3 separate regions of the Sus scrofa genome follow, and all the other regions are linked to region 1. Evidence: chromatin contacts called from public HiChIP or PLAC-seq and promoter capture Hi-C data. All regions are on one chromosome and are shown on one strand. Each heading gives the region's core, a stretch centred on a gene start, on an enhancer-like site or on the middle of the called end of the contact. The rest is flanking DNA. Distances are from core to core; before and after follow the strand shown.

Region 1 (4,451 bases), core at 56-2,555:
CCAGGGCTCCTCCGTGGGGGGGGGAGCAGATGAAAGGTCTGGAGCGGACTAGCAACCCATCAGAAATGAGCAACCGAAACCCGAGAGGTTTCCAGGTCAGAAAAAGACGTGGTCGGCGTGGGGAGCCCTAGCCCAGCCCTCACAGCAAGACTGACACCCCAACAAACCCACTGATCCCCTAGGAGCGGCTGCAAGGCTCCCTACCAGGGTGGGGTTCTCCACGACATAGTTGACATCGGGTGCGTTCTGCGGGTCCTCCTGGGGATCCACGTCAATCTGCATGGGCTCCACCGCCCCCTGCAACACGGGCGGCACCTTGGCACCTCTAGTGGGGGATGCCCAGGGAGAGCGAGAGACCCTCACTGTGCCCCAGCTCAGCTCTAACCCGGCTCCAGACAGGCCCCTCCCCACTGCCCGCCACGTCCAGCGCCGCCACATCAGGGAGGGGGCTCCCGGCGAGACCGGCGCTCAGGAGCAGAACCCCGCCCGACTGTGACAGCCTATCTCCGGGGCGGGAACCGGACGCCGGAGGACCGCTTCCCAGGGTCCCCCGAGGGTCCCTACACGCTCCCGGCCACCGTCCTGACGCAGCCTCCTCCGAGCCACGGGGAGGACCCTGGGCGGCCTCGATCGGGCGCATCCGAGCAGCGGGAGCAGCGGCACCCGGCGACGCCCGCCGGGGGCCGGCCGCGGCCGGAGGCGGGAGGGGGGCGCCCGGGCGCCCTGCGCGGCCCGCGCTCGGTGGGCGGGCGGGCTGGTCCCGGCCCCCGTCCTGGAAGGTACCTCATAAAGCAGCGTACAGGCCGACAGGCTGGCGCTCAGGCTGAAGTCCCCGGCCGTGCCCGGCAGGAAGAGCTCTGACCTACCGCTGGGAGGGGCGCAGTGCACATCTGCCACTGACGACGCGGCCGCACGGGGGGCCGGGCCACCCCGCATTCTGTCCTGACTCTCTGCACCCCCCGACCCTGACACAGAGCTGGCTGGCTGCTGAAGGAGAAAGAGCGTTAGCGCGCCGGGCCTGCCGGGCCTGCCGGGCCTGCCGGGCTGCCGGGGCCGACGGGCGGGACGCTGCGGCCGGAGCCCGGGCGCGGGGAGAACGCCGCGCGGGGGGCGCGCACGGCCGGCCCCCCTCCGGCCCGGCGGCGGGGGCGCGGAGGGGCCGCCGGCCGCGGCTCGTTACCTGCAAGTTAAACACCTGAACCGGCAGCGGCATCTTCGCCAACCCCGCCGCGGCGCGCCGTCCACTTCCGGGGCAGCGCGGCTGCCGCTTCCGGGTCGCGGCTCGGGCGGGGCGGCTCTTAAAGGGGCCGCGCCGCGCTGGCTGGGCAGTGCCCGCGGGTCCCGCGGTCGTATGAGCCGCGCGCGGGGGGCGCTCTGCCGGGCCTGCCTCGCGCTGGCCGCGGCCCTGGCCGCGCTGCTGCTGCTGCCGCTGCCGCTCCCCCGCGCGTCCGCGCCCGCGGCGGCCCCGACACGGGCCCGGGCCCCGGGCCCTGACTCGCGCGCGCCCCCTGCCCGGCCCGCCGCGGCCCCCCGACTGCGGCCCGACGACATCTTCATCGCGGTCAAGACCACCCGAAAGAACCACGGGCCGCGCCTGGGGCTGCTGCTGCGCACCTGGATCTCCCGGGCCCGACAGCAGGTGGGTCCCGCTCCGGGGCCCCGCAGACTTCGGGATTCCCGCCCCGCACCCTCCCACGCCCCGAGATCCCCGCTCCCCAGATGCCTGCCTTTGGGATCCCGCACCGCTGGCTTCCCAGGACCTCCACCGCCTTTGGACTCCGCTCCCTCATCTCTAAACTGGCATCCCTCCCTGAACCCCACCCCGGATCCCTTCCCCACCGCTGTGTCCCCAGCGTGGCCGTCAGGCCCCAAGCCCCGAGTACGTGGGGAATGGACGGGCACCCCCAGCACCCACCCTCCCAGATTCCAGGCTCGCATGAGTTCTCCCAGCTGACCCTGGGCTGAGACCCCTGAAACATGCCTGGCAAGAGCAGGGCCACCCCAACATTGCTGGGGACGCTGAGGGTACCGGCAGGCTGCTCTGCTCTCCTCTCTGATCTGCCCAAGCCCAGGCCCAGCCACTTGTGCTTCTGCGGCTTCAAGCCAAGGCCCTGCCAGACCTTGGGGTCCCCAGGGGGTGCCCCTTGACTCCTCACAACTCTCTTTCCAGACATTCATCTTTACTGATGGGGACGACCCCGAGTTGCAGCTCCAGGGTGGTGAGTGCCCCCGTCCCGTCCCGCCCTGCTAGCTGCCTCCTCAGCTGTCTCTCGGTCCAGGGCCACCCGGCCCTATGCTGTGTACGGGGGGGGGGGGGGGGGGGGGAAGGCACCTGCTCAGGGCCACACAGCTGGTGGAGGACAGAGCCCCGATGCCCACCCACCGCTGGCCCCGCATCCAGGGCCCCAGGCCCCAGCCCTGCTCTGCCTCCCTCAACCACGCCCCCTACAGGAGGGCCAGCAGGGAGCCCTCCCTTCCGGGCCTGCCCACCTCAGTCCTGCTCCCTGGCAGGTTTTCTCTCGTGAGATTCCAGGAGGAGGTTATCTGTCTCGACAGCAGCAACAGAGTCAGCCGAGCGAGGCCGGGACAGGGCTGTGATCGGCTCCGACGTCAGGGCCTCGAGCGGACAGACCTTGCGTCGCCAGCTAGCCACATCTTGCCTGACTTCAGCGGGGTGGGTACACTGGCCACAGACTTCCCTGGCACTCGCTCTTCTCCTCCTCCCACCGCAGGCAGCCACGTTGTCAACACCAACTGCTCAGCCGTGCACACCCGCCAGGCTCTGTGCTGCAAGATGGCAGTGGAATATGACAAGTTCATCGAGTCTGGACGCAAGTACGTGGTGGCCGCGCCCTGTCTCCTGCAAGCCCAGGGCCAATGCCGGGCGCGCCCCCTGGTCCGGGCTCACTGCAGGTTTCTGCACACCCCTCCAGGTGGTTCTGCCACGTGGATGACGACAACTACGTGAACCCCGATGGCCTGCTGCACCTGCTGTCCAGCTTCTCGCCCAGCCAAGACGTCTACCTGGGGCGGCCCAGCCTGGACCACCCCATCGAGGCTACCGAGAGGGTCCAGGGAGGTGGAACCGTGAGTGCCGGGGCCGGGGAGGCAAAGCAGAGAGGGGAGACCCCAGCAGGTGTCCCACCCACGTGTCCAGAGCTGAGGCCAGTGAGGGGGAGCCGTGGGAGGGGCCGAAGCCACAGGCGATCGTGGGCACCCCCACCCATTGCGCCCAGGGAGCTTTGGCCACCTGGCCGGAGAGCCCCGATGGGTGGCTGAAGAACAGGCCTCGGGGTGTGCAGGGCGAGGAGCTCTGATCGCGGCCCCTCCTCCCCAGGTGACCTCGGTCAAGTTCTGGTTCGCTACTGGGGGGGCCGGGTTCTGCCTGAGCAGAGGCCTTGCCCTCAAGATGAGCCCCTGGGCCAGGTGAGGGGGGACCTCTTGGGGCCTGGCTGCCTGGGAGGGGGTGCCCAGGGCTGGGCAGGCGCTGACCAGACCCCCTCGGCTCCCAGCCTGGGCAGCTTCATGAGCACAGCTGAGCGGGTGCGGCTGCCAGACGACTGCACCGTGGGCTACATCGTGGAGGGGCTGCTGGGCGCGCGCCTGTTGCGCAGCCCCCTCTTCCACTCCCACCTGGAGAACCTCCCGAGGCTGCCGCCCGACACCCTGCTCCAGCAGGTAGGCGTGCTGGGCCCCTGCCCGCACCTGGCTCCCTGACGGGTCACAGCACCGAGGCACAACTGCCATGGACTCGGGGTCCGGGGCTCACGTGGGGGCGCCTCTGTAAAGGGAGCCACTGGGCTTTCCCAGGGGCCCCAGCTGTCACAGACCCGGCCTGGAGAGGGGAGCAGCTTCGCGCAGGGGGTTGGGGACGGGCGCCAGCCGCCTCCCTGGGGTGTCATCTGTGCTGGCCACACCTCCGGCCCTTCCATGCTGTTCCTGAGCTGACCCCGGGGACGCTGGGGAGGCCAGGCGGCCTCTCCCGTGGAGAACACGGCGCGGTGGGAGATGCTGGCCCCGAGCGTGACGCCGTCCCTTCTCCCAGGTCACTTTGAGCTATGGGGGCCCTGAGAACCCGCACAACGTGGTGAACGTGGCCGGGGGCTTCAGCCTGCAGCAGGACCCCACGCGGTGAGCGGGCAGCGGGCAGGGGTGCCGGGCCAGCCTGCCCTTCCCGCAGCCCTGACCTCCCACTCCCTCCCAGGTTTCAGTCCGTCCACTGCCTCCTCTATCCGGACACGGACTGGTGTCCCGGGCAGAAGCAGAGCGACCTCGCCCCGCGGTGACCCTCAGCCCCTGGCCCAGAGGCGGCTCCGGCTCTGCCCCGCGGTGCAGGCGCAGGGCGAGGCCTCCGCGGGAGCAGGCTGCCCCCTCCTGGGCTCGGTTGGCTCCTCCAGGTGGCTGTGGCCACGGCCTCCCCCAGGCGGGTTAGGGGCACCTGCGGATACTCA
Region 2 (4,717 bases), core at 872-3,371, 190 kb before region 1:
GTCAGCATCTGCTTTCTCAATAAAGTTTTGAAAACCTCTTCTTTCCCCATGGGGTGTAGGAGTTTTATCGGGCTGGGCCTGGGTTGGCCTGTCCTGGCTTCCCACGCCCGGGATCCCCCTTCGGCTCAGAAGGTGTTTGGTCATCTGTCCCACAGTCCTGGTCACACTCACCACCTGTCACCTGCCCCCTCTGGGTCTCTACCCTCGGCCGAGGTCCAAGCCTCGCATCTCCTCCTGGTGCCTGGCATCCTGGCGCTTTCCCTCTGTGGTGAGGTGGTCCTTCTGCCTGCACGTCCAGGTGTTCATCAATGGTGGCCTCTCCCTCCGGTCACTGGCTGACATTTTTCTAGTTCGGCTGCAAGGATTCCTTTGCGTGTGTGTGTGTGTGTGTGTGTGTGTGCACATCTCTGTTGGTTTTCTCTGTGGCGTGTGGGGGCCAGGTGTTCGCACTGCCTCCTCTGGCAGCTCTTCCTCTCGGACTCCTGGGCTCTGGCCCATGTCCCCTCCCATGTCACATGTGCCAGAAGAGGAGCCTGGGCACCTGTGGCCCCACCAGGGACGAGGACAAAGCCATCCTCTTGCCCTGGGCGGGCCCATCTGACGGCGCCTTCTGGGCGCCCCCTCCCCTGTGCCTGCGGGCTTCTCCACTGTCTAGGTTACAGAGTCAAGACACAGAAATAGCAAGACGCGGGCACGCAGCACAGCACCGTTGCAGCTGTCTGAAGCTCTGCCACGGAAAGCAAGAAAGATAGATAGGCGCCATTAAGAGGTATAAACAGGTATCTACAAAATAAGCTGTAAGGATATACTGTACAAGACAGAGAACGTAGCCAATATTTTATAATAACTACAAATGGAGTATAACTTTAAAAAATTTATGAATCCGGTGGTCACAATTTATGCAAATGACCCCACCCCTGCCCCATCATTTGGCTCTTGCCAGTGACCTGTGACTCCCTGCAGACAAAGAACTGGCCGACCAGGACCAGCCAGTTAGCTGAAGAGGCACAGAGGGAGGTCACGGGAGCTCAGTGGCAGAAACTACCAGAAGCCAGAGGAGGAAAGAGAATGGAAGCAGTGGCCGGGAGGTGCGAGGCCACTGTGACAGCAGCAGCAGCGGGGGGACCCCAGCAGCTCCCAGCCCCCACCAGGCCCAACAGACACATGCACACACACCAAGCTCCCTCCCCGAAGGGCCTGAACGGGAGAAGGGAGGAGCGTGCTTTCAGGACACGAGAAAATGCGAAGGTCTGCAGCCAGGCCCTGCGACCTCAGAGCACAGCACTTTGTTCATGCGTGGGCCTGGGGCATGACTGTGGGGTGGAGGCTTCTCTTTGGGGTGATGGAAAAGTGAAGTTGACTGTGACGATGGTTGCTACGTGCTAAAACCATTGACTCGCACACTCTGAATGGGCGCATTGTGGAGTTCTCGCAATGGCGGTGTGGGTTAAGCAGCCCACCGCAGTGGCTCCGGTGGCTGTGGAGGTGGCTGGTTGGATGCCCAGCCTGCTGCAGCGGCGTAAAGGATCTGGTATGGCCGTGTAGGTCACAGCTACCATTTAGATTCAATCCCTTGCTGGGAAACTTCCATATGCCGCTGGTGTGGCCATGAAATCTCTCTCTATATATGTCTATATATTTTCCACTGTGTGTCAGGCACAGGCTGGGTGTCAGCTTTGAGTCCGTGTGAGCTGGGACACTACTGAGGCTGTTGGCACCCAACAAAAAAGCGTACCTAGCACCTAGTGGAGGGAGCATATTACTCCCTGCAGGTGCCGGTGCAGGGAGGTGCCTACCCCCCCCTATAGGGCACTGCCTGGGAGCCTGTCCCAGGCCTGCAGCAAGGAAACGCTGGCTTCCCAGACAGCTGCAGGGAATCCTGCACGAGCCCATAGATCCTGCCGGCGGAAGGGGTCCAGGCGAGGGGCTCTGGGCCCTGGGCTGCTGCCAGAGGCAGGGGGCAAGGAGCGGGGGGAGGTGCCTGGCCGGGTGCGTCAGTGGATCGGGAGAACGCGGTCCCTACCCCTAGAGCTGCGCAGGCCCGCCCCCAGGCCCCGCCCCGCGGTCGCGATCGCCCCGCCCCGGCCGTCGCTTGGAGCCGCGGCCCCGCCCCGCCGGGTTGCTAGGGGAAGTGACGTCACAGCGCGATGGCGGCGGCTCCTTCAGGCCCCTGAAGGGGGATTTAGGCCCGGGAGATCCGAGTCCATCCGCGGCGGGGAGAGGGCGAACGGGGTTGGCGGAGGCCGGAGCAGGGGCGGCGGCGCCCGGACTGTCCCATCCGCCCCGTATTGAGGCGCTGGGAGCGGCAGGGCGGCCGGAAAGCGATGGTGAAAGCGGGGCCGTGAGGGGGGCGGAGCCGGCAGCCGGACCCGCAGTAGCGGCAGCAGCGGCGCCGCCTCCCCGAGCTCAGACCCAGGAAGCGGCCGGGAGGGCAGGAGCGAGCCGGGCCGCCGCCGCCATGGAGCTCAGAGTGGGGAACAGGTACCGGCTGGGCCGGAAGATCGGCAGCGGGTCCTTCGGAGACATCTATCTCGGTGAGGCGCCCCTCCCCCGGGCGCGGCCCCCAAACCGGCGCCCGGCCGCCGGGCTCCGCTCCGGCCGCCGCCCCGGCGACCCCGCCCCCGGCGGCCGGACCCCTGACTCGCCCCGGGGCCCTCACGGCTCGCGCCGCTCAGCTCCCCGGGCGGGAGCCTGCGGCCCCCCCGACCCGCGCCCCGGGGCAGCCGCCCCAGCCTGCCCGCGGCCTCCGGGACGGCCGGCGACCCCGCAGGCGACAAAGCGGTCGGCGGGCGTGCGGGCCCGCGTCCTGCGCCCTGCGGCCGGGCACGAGACGAGGTGAGGCTTGCGCGCTGCCCCTGGCGGTGCCCAGCCCCTCCGGCCGCGGAGCGCAGGTGCAGCGCGGGGCCGCGCGGGGGGCCCGTCGGGCGGTGGTGGGGTACGTGTTGCGCCTCCAAGTTGCAGCCTCTGTCCCTGGCCGTCAACCAGAACGACGCTCAGGCGACCCAGGACGAAGTCAGCGTTTAGGCGTGGGCTGAAGTAGAGGCAGGTCGAGTGGCGCAGCGCTACCCGGAGCTTGTCCTTTGCTGCGAAAGTTCTCGGGGTAGACGGGAAAACCTGGGGTTAGAATGTCCCGGATTGTTTGAGGTCTCCAGCGCAAGAAGGCTCGGATACACCCGTGTGCTAGAGGGTGGGCTTGGATCTTAAAGTTGGAAGTTTAAACAGAACTCAGCGGCATTCCTCGGAGGAACTGTGGGCCACTCGCTGCCACCCCCGCGTCGGGGCTGCCCAGCCCGGCACGCCTGCTGTGCGGCGGGACTGTCGTTGCGCAAGTTCGGGGTAAACATGCGCCCGTGGCGCAGCCCGCCCCGGGGCTTCCGTTCGGCTGCTGCGCTTGTCGCCGAGGGTCCCTGATGCTCCTGGTTATGCCTTTCAGATGGTCCCAAGTGTGCGAGCTCCCCGCCCCATCCTGGGCTCTCGTTACCTGGAGCGGGTGCGCGACCTCGGTGGGCTGGTGTGTAAGAGGAGCCCCCACTGAGGGAGTTGGGAACTGCTTTTGGTACCCTTACCCCACAGGGTACCTGTCCCTCCAGCATGTGCGCTGCTCTCCAAGTAGGATACACTTCAGAGACACTTGCATTTTACTACTTAAATATTTATGTCCAGTCGTCGGGAGCTGCCTTCTCAGCAGGGTTTTGGAGGCGAAGCGCTGGGTAAATGCAAGCTGTTTGCCTTATTTATAGAACAATAGATTTTGGCAAAAGTTTTAACCTAGGATCTAGGAGCTGTACTCCAGAACCGATCCATTAGCCGCCTTTCCACAGATAAGAAAAAGATATTTTGAAGCTTTTTGTTCTCCTTTCTGAGACTTTGCCAGACGGCTGCTTTCTGAAGCTGCTTTTGGACGCTCAAGTGGAGGAATGTTGTGACCAAGACATTCACCAATATGGGAGCTTCGTGGGAGACACCGAAGGCCTGTCCCCAGCTGTGTCCTCCGGGCCTCACCTTGTGATGGACGCACCAGTGGTGCTTGATACAGATCGGGCTTGCCGGCCTCAGAGGGGTCTGTCCTCAGTCTCCTCCACCTTGACTCTAAGAGGGCCGGACCTGAGGCTCGGGAACCCCCGTCAGGCGTGCCGTGAGGCCCACCTATTGGAATAGACTTTGACTGACTTGTGTGGCGTTCGCACAACTGATTTATTTTCTGTCACCGTTGGCTCTTGTCCCATATGGTGGTCCCTTCAGGCTGCCTGCGACCCCACAGAAGAGCCGCAAAGTGGTCTCGTTAGATTAAGATGTAGCGGGAAGGCGGGTCTGAGGAAGCTCACATATACTGTGGTTAAGGGTGGAAGAGGGCAGATCCGCCACGAAGACCACGTGATGGAGTGAGTTGTCTATATCACGGGTGTTTTCTGTTTGTTAGGAGACTAATTAGGTAAGGAATTGGGTCCTCATCTTAAAAATCAGTATGTTCTCCGTATCCTGGCGTGACAGTTAAAACCACGCCTAGTACTGTCCCTTCGCCCTAGTGTCAGAAGGCTCCTGACTCCTCCAGGTAGGTTCACCTTGTCTTTAGGCCTGGGGTTTGGGGTCCTGAATTTCCACCTGAGACTTTCTGGTGCTTTCAGGTATTTGAGGTGGGAGGAAAGAAAGCTTGTTCAGCTTGCCAAGTGCCTCCTGGACCCAGAAAGCCCAGTGTTGCCCTCCCTTCTCAGCGGCC
Region 3 (4,411 bases), core at 1,837-4,336, 230 kb before region 1:
TTGAATGACTAAAAGACTGTTTTCCTCCTTCTCTATATTTTCTCATTTCTCTGATTAAATTGATTCTTTGACTGAGGTTTTTCTATAAACAAACGGAGGTGGAGGACCTGAGCCAGGGTCCCCAGGGTCCTGCTCCCTTACAGCCCTCGGGGCAGGGTGGGGTCTGGGGCCCTGGCCTCTGCGCCCCTCTGGGGGCTGGATGTCACAGTGACTTGGTGCCATCGTCCCGCGAGGACGACTGGATTTGTGCTTTATTTGCCCACTGGGCAAAAGTCACAAAAGTCACTCCTTTACCACGTCCTGGTGTAGGGACTCTGTCCTGCCTGCCCACCTGGTTCTAGATGCTCCACCTGTGGGGCAGCTGGAAGGTTCTGCCCTATCCCGTCTGGGCCTTTCCTCTGCCACACCCACAATTCAAGGGTCCCCCAGACTCAGTTCTGCATTCACCTCTCGTTTCAGCAACGTGGGGCATCACCCACTCAGCACCCTTAGCCCCAGCACCCAGCACCCTTAGCCTTGTGCCCGACGAGGACTTGCCACCTGTGGGCCCACAGCCTGGGGACCACCTCGTCCCTTTCTCCACCCCACACTTGGCCAGCGTGTCACCTTGGATTCTAGTGGAAGGAGAAGGCCACATGCCCAGCTGGCACTCCTCTCCCCACCCCTAAACCACCAAGATCTGTGGGCTCTGCCTCCTCTGTACCCTTCTTTTTTTGGTCTTTTTGTCTTTTTAGGGCCGCCTCTGTGGCATATGGAGGTTCTGAGACTAGAGGTCGAATTGGAGCTGTAGCCATCAGCCCACACCACAGCCACAGCCACAGCCACACAGGATCAGAGCCTCAGCTGCAATCTACACTACAGCTCATGGCAACGCTGGATCCATAACCCATTGAGTGAGGCCAGGGATCTAGTCGGTCGCTAACCGCTGAGCCACGATGGGAACTCCTCCTCTGTACACCTCTGAGCCTTCCCCACCCTGCCTCGGACACCCCGCTCAACCCCTGACCTCCAGACCCGCCACCCCCCCACCCCCCTGCCTTCCAGGGCTGATGAGGGGCCCTGGGCTGAGAGCAGCTGCCACTTGTCAGCCGAGTGCACTGGCCCTGGCTTCTCTCTGACACTTTAAGGAAAAAGCAAACAGCAGGCGCCAGGCTCTGCTGGAGCAGAGACAGACCGCTCCAACAACACATGCGCAGACAGGTGCCTGGGGTCACAAGGGAGGGTGCCAGCCCAGGATGAGTTAGCCCCCCCTGATACCCCCCACCCCGGGCTGGAATCCACCTGGGCGAAAAGATGCACAGGTGAGGCCCTGGGTGTGGTCAGGTGTGAGAAATAAAGCAAGATAAGTGGCCAGAGAAAAACAACCACGCGGAAGGCCTGCCCCACGTCCCTTGGCGGCTCCCCACCATGGGGCGTCCACACTCGCTCTGCGTGCGCTCTTGGGCTTCCGCTCCCCTGCTCCCCCGGCGTGTGCCCTCCCGATGCCCTCCCGATCCCCATAAACTTTGTGCCTGTTTTCACCGTCTCCTCCTCCTTGCAACACCCTTGCTTTCAGAAGGCTAAGAATCGGGCAACCTGCTTTTTGCTTCCAGCCCCCAGGGGTCTCGGGGCTTTAATTCCCGGTTTCCTCCCAGGCTGCCCAGGCTCCATTCCTGAGCAGAGAATCAAGATCTCGCCTCAAGCCGCCGCTCAGTACCGTCTCCCCGATGTCAGTCCCACTCTGGAGGGGACAAACCCCCTCTCTGGCCCCCACCCACGACATGGCGACCTCTAGGTCTCCTCCTGGGGAAGCCGGGCCCCGCCCGGCACGTGACCCCTTGTCGCCCTTGACTGGAGGCTCCGTGGCCGCGTCTGCACCTGGCCGGCTGCTCTGCCACAGGGAAGACGGAGCTTAGAGAGGCTACGCAGGCTGGCCAGCGGGGAGTGATAACGAATGGGCGAAGGACCAGCAGCCAACTCCTAGTCAGCAGTGAAGCTGGCTGGGCTGGCGATTCCCCGAGAGCTGGGGAGGCTGGACGTGGACCCAGGGTGCAGGTTCAAGTCCAGGACGCCTGCTTCCCTGCAGCAACCTGGGGAACAGGGCCTAGAGGTGAACAGGAGTGACTCCCGCACCCCCATCCTTCCACATCTGTGTAGCTCGCAGGTATCCCCTTGCCCCGCTCAGAGGGTCAAAGAGAAACTTATCCTAGTGGTTTTATAATAAGCACCAGACCCGTGTGTACAGAAAACTGCACAGACCCTGCAATGAACTCCGGCTTCCACGCTTCTCCCAGGTCAGCACCCAGCAGCCTCCACCCTCTGGAAACGCGCTCACACCGGTGCGTCCCCAAGGCGTCTCCACGCCCACCCCGTGGGTCCCTCAGTGGGGAGGGAGCCGGGAGGACCCCCCCCCCCGCACCCTCTTAACCCCTCACCGTGGCTGCCATCCCGCTCCCTCGCCCTGCCCGGCCCCCCATAGACCCAATGGATTCTCAGCCGGTGGCTCTGCCCTGTGTGGGCGCGGCACACAGGAGGGGACTGGAGGTCCCCCAGTCCACGCAGGGAAGTGAACCCACCTGGCTCCTGCCCGCAGAAAGAGGCGCATCCTTTCCGAGGAGCTAGAGCTTCGACCTCCAGGGACGGGGGCTCCTGAAAAACCATTTCCTGCAGTTTTCTTCAGAATGACCATCTAATGCAATGCTTCTAATTAAATTGCGGTGAGGGATTCACTACCAAGAAAACCACAGGCGTTTCCCATCACTTCAGGGCAGTTCCGAAGCTCTTTTTGAGTGACTTCCCATAACTTGGGGTTTCCCTTTTTTTTTTTTTGGTCTTTTTGCCTTTTCTAGGGCCGCTCCAGAGGCATATGGAGGTTCCTAGGCTAGGGGTCTAATCCGAGCTGTAGCCACTGGCCTACACCAGAGCCACAGCCACGCGGGATCCAAGCCGCATCTGCGACCTACACCGCAGCTCGGAGCTGTAGCCACTGGCCTACACCACGGCCACAGCCACGCGGGATCCAAGCCGCATCTGCGACCTACACCGCAGCTCACGGCAACGCGGGATCCTTAACCCGCTGAGCGAAGCCAGGGATGGGACCCGCAACCTCATGGTTGCTAGTCGGTGTCGCTAACCACTGCGCCACGACGGGAACTCCTTTCCGAATCCCGGACCAAGTGCTGCACCTCCTGCCCATCCTGGATCCGCCGCCTTTCCTCCGCCTCCTCCGCAGGCTCCGCCCTGGGATTTTCTCACCCGGCGAACCGAGGAGCGGCGGCCGAGGGCGTGGAGAAGCCGCGCGGGAGCGGAGCGGAGTCGCAGGCGAGGCGCGCGGGGGAGCGGAGCGGAGTCGCAGGCAAGGGGCGCGCGGGCAGCTCGGGGCGTGTGGGTTCGCGCCGGGGTGGAGAAAGCGGGGCGCCGAGCTCCTCGACCCGCCCCCGCCGCCTCTTGCCAGGGTGTCGGCGCGCAGGGGCCGAGGCGCAGGTTGCGCGCCGCGGGAGGCAAGGGGCCAGGGGCTCTCGAGGCGGCGGGGACTGAGTCTCTGCAGGGCGCCCCCAGGCTCGGCTCTCAGAGGGGCCGGGAGGTGGCATCTCGGGTTAGGGCGCCCAGCGCTCAGGACAGAGCCCCTCCTGCCCCAGACCGGTCCCGACCCAGCACGGCGGTTCTCACACTCGCGGGCACAAACTCACACTTATGTGCACTCACAGGGACACACACGCACGCACACGTGGACACTCACAGCCACAGCTTATTTACTCACAAACACTCATAAAGCAATAAAATCCCAGCCCCCTCCCCCGAAGGTGAGGGGAAGGCACTCGACGGCCCCTGTCCTTGCTCAGCTTTCATTTTTGGTTTGACCGCAGCAACAACTGCGAAATTCAATTCAACACCCACTACTGGTTAATGATCTGCAGTTTGAAAACCCCGGGGCCCCTGGAGGCCCCTGTCCCTGGGGCCCGAGGTTGTGAAGGGAGTGGGAGGTGCTGGGGCCGCCGGAGGGGGGGCCCGCGGGTGCGAAGGAGGAGGATTCTCAGGGGAGGTGTCTGTGTCCCGGAGCAGAGGCACAGCGGGTGCTGAGCTGTGCAGTGGGAAGGGTTTGCAGGCTCGGGCCCCAGGCCCGGAGGACTCTAACTGCCCAGCAGGGACCCGGCTGGGTAGGGGTGCCCCAGACTGGGGCCTTTCTCCCTCTGAGCCGGGGTTGGGGCTCTGTCTTCTGGAGCCGGTAGGTCACATCCCTGCACGGTGATCAGCGCCGAGCTCCCCCTCCCACGTAAACACCCAGGTGCATCCAGGTGGGTGTTCCTGGAGCCGCTGCAGCAGGTGGGAAAGCTGTGCCAGCTGCCCTCGGGTGCTGTGGGCGTGGAGATCCCTGACGATGCAGGGCCCCTGCAGACCTGGCCAGGCGACACCCTCCCTTCCACAACCTGCT

What was found. Promoter capture Hi-C pulls out the DNA fragments that hold promoters and counts their contacts. HiChIP or PLAC-seq counts read pairs in DNA pulled down with a chosen protein or histone mark.
Region 2: a promoter capture Hi-C map of fetal skeletal muscle shows a contact between it and region 1, with 3 times the contacts expected there. The contact joins the promoter of CSNK1D here to the promoter of RFNG in region 1. A contact is called at or near these places in 2 of 5 promoter capture datasets (fetal skeletal muscle and liver) and 1 of 2 datasets of contacts at active chromatin or transcription factors (alveolar macrophages).
Region 3: a contact with region 1 is called in an H3K27ac HiChIP or PLAC-seq map of alveolar macrophages. The contact joins the promoter of SECTM1 here to the promoter of RFNG in region 1. A contact is called at or near these places in 1 of 5 promoter capture datasets (liver) and 1 of 2 datasets of contacts at active chromatin or transcription factors (alveolar macrophages).

What each region holds. Positions count from the first base shown.
Region 1 is chr12:955,824-960,274 of Sscrofa11.1, forward strand. RFNG (beta-1,3-N-acetylglucosaminyltransferase radical fringe) reads left to right here and starts at 1,306. Exons shown (of 8, transcript XM_021066394.1): 1 at 1,306-1,639; 2 at 2,171-2,219; 3 at 2,733-2,835; 4 at 2,934-3,087; 5 at 3,338-3,426; 6 at 3,513-3,678; 7 at 4,046-4,131; 8 at 4,205-4,451. The coding sequence starts at 1,352. The coding sequence ends at 4,286. It overlaps GPS1 (COP9 signalosome complex subunit 1), which reads right to left and starts at 2,600. Exons shown (of 14, transcript XM_021066389.1): 1 at 2,491-2,600; 2 at 205-297. The coding sequence starts at 282.
Region 2 is chr12:766,735-771,451 of Sscrofa11.1, forward strand. It overlaps CSNK1D (casein kinase I), which reads left to right and starts at 2,122. Exons shown (of 10, transcript XM_021066360.1): 1 at 2,122-2,534. The coding sequence starts at 2,459.
Region 3 is chr12:727,373-731,783 of Sscrofa11.1, forward strand. It overlaps SECTM1 (secreted and transmembrane protein 1), which reads left to right and starts at 3,087. Exons shown (of 6, transcript XM_021066356.1): 1 at 3,087-3,334.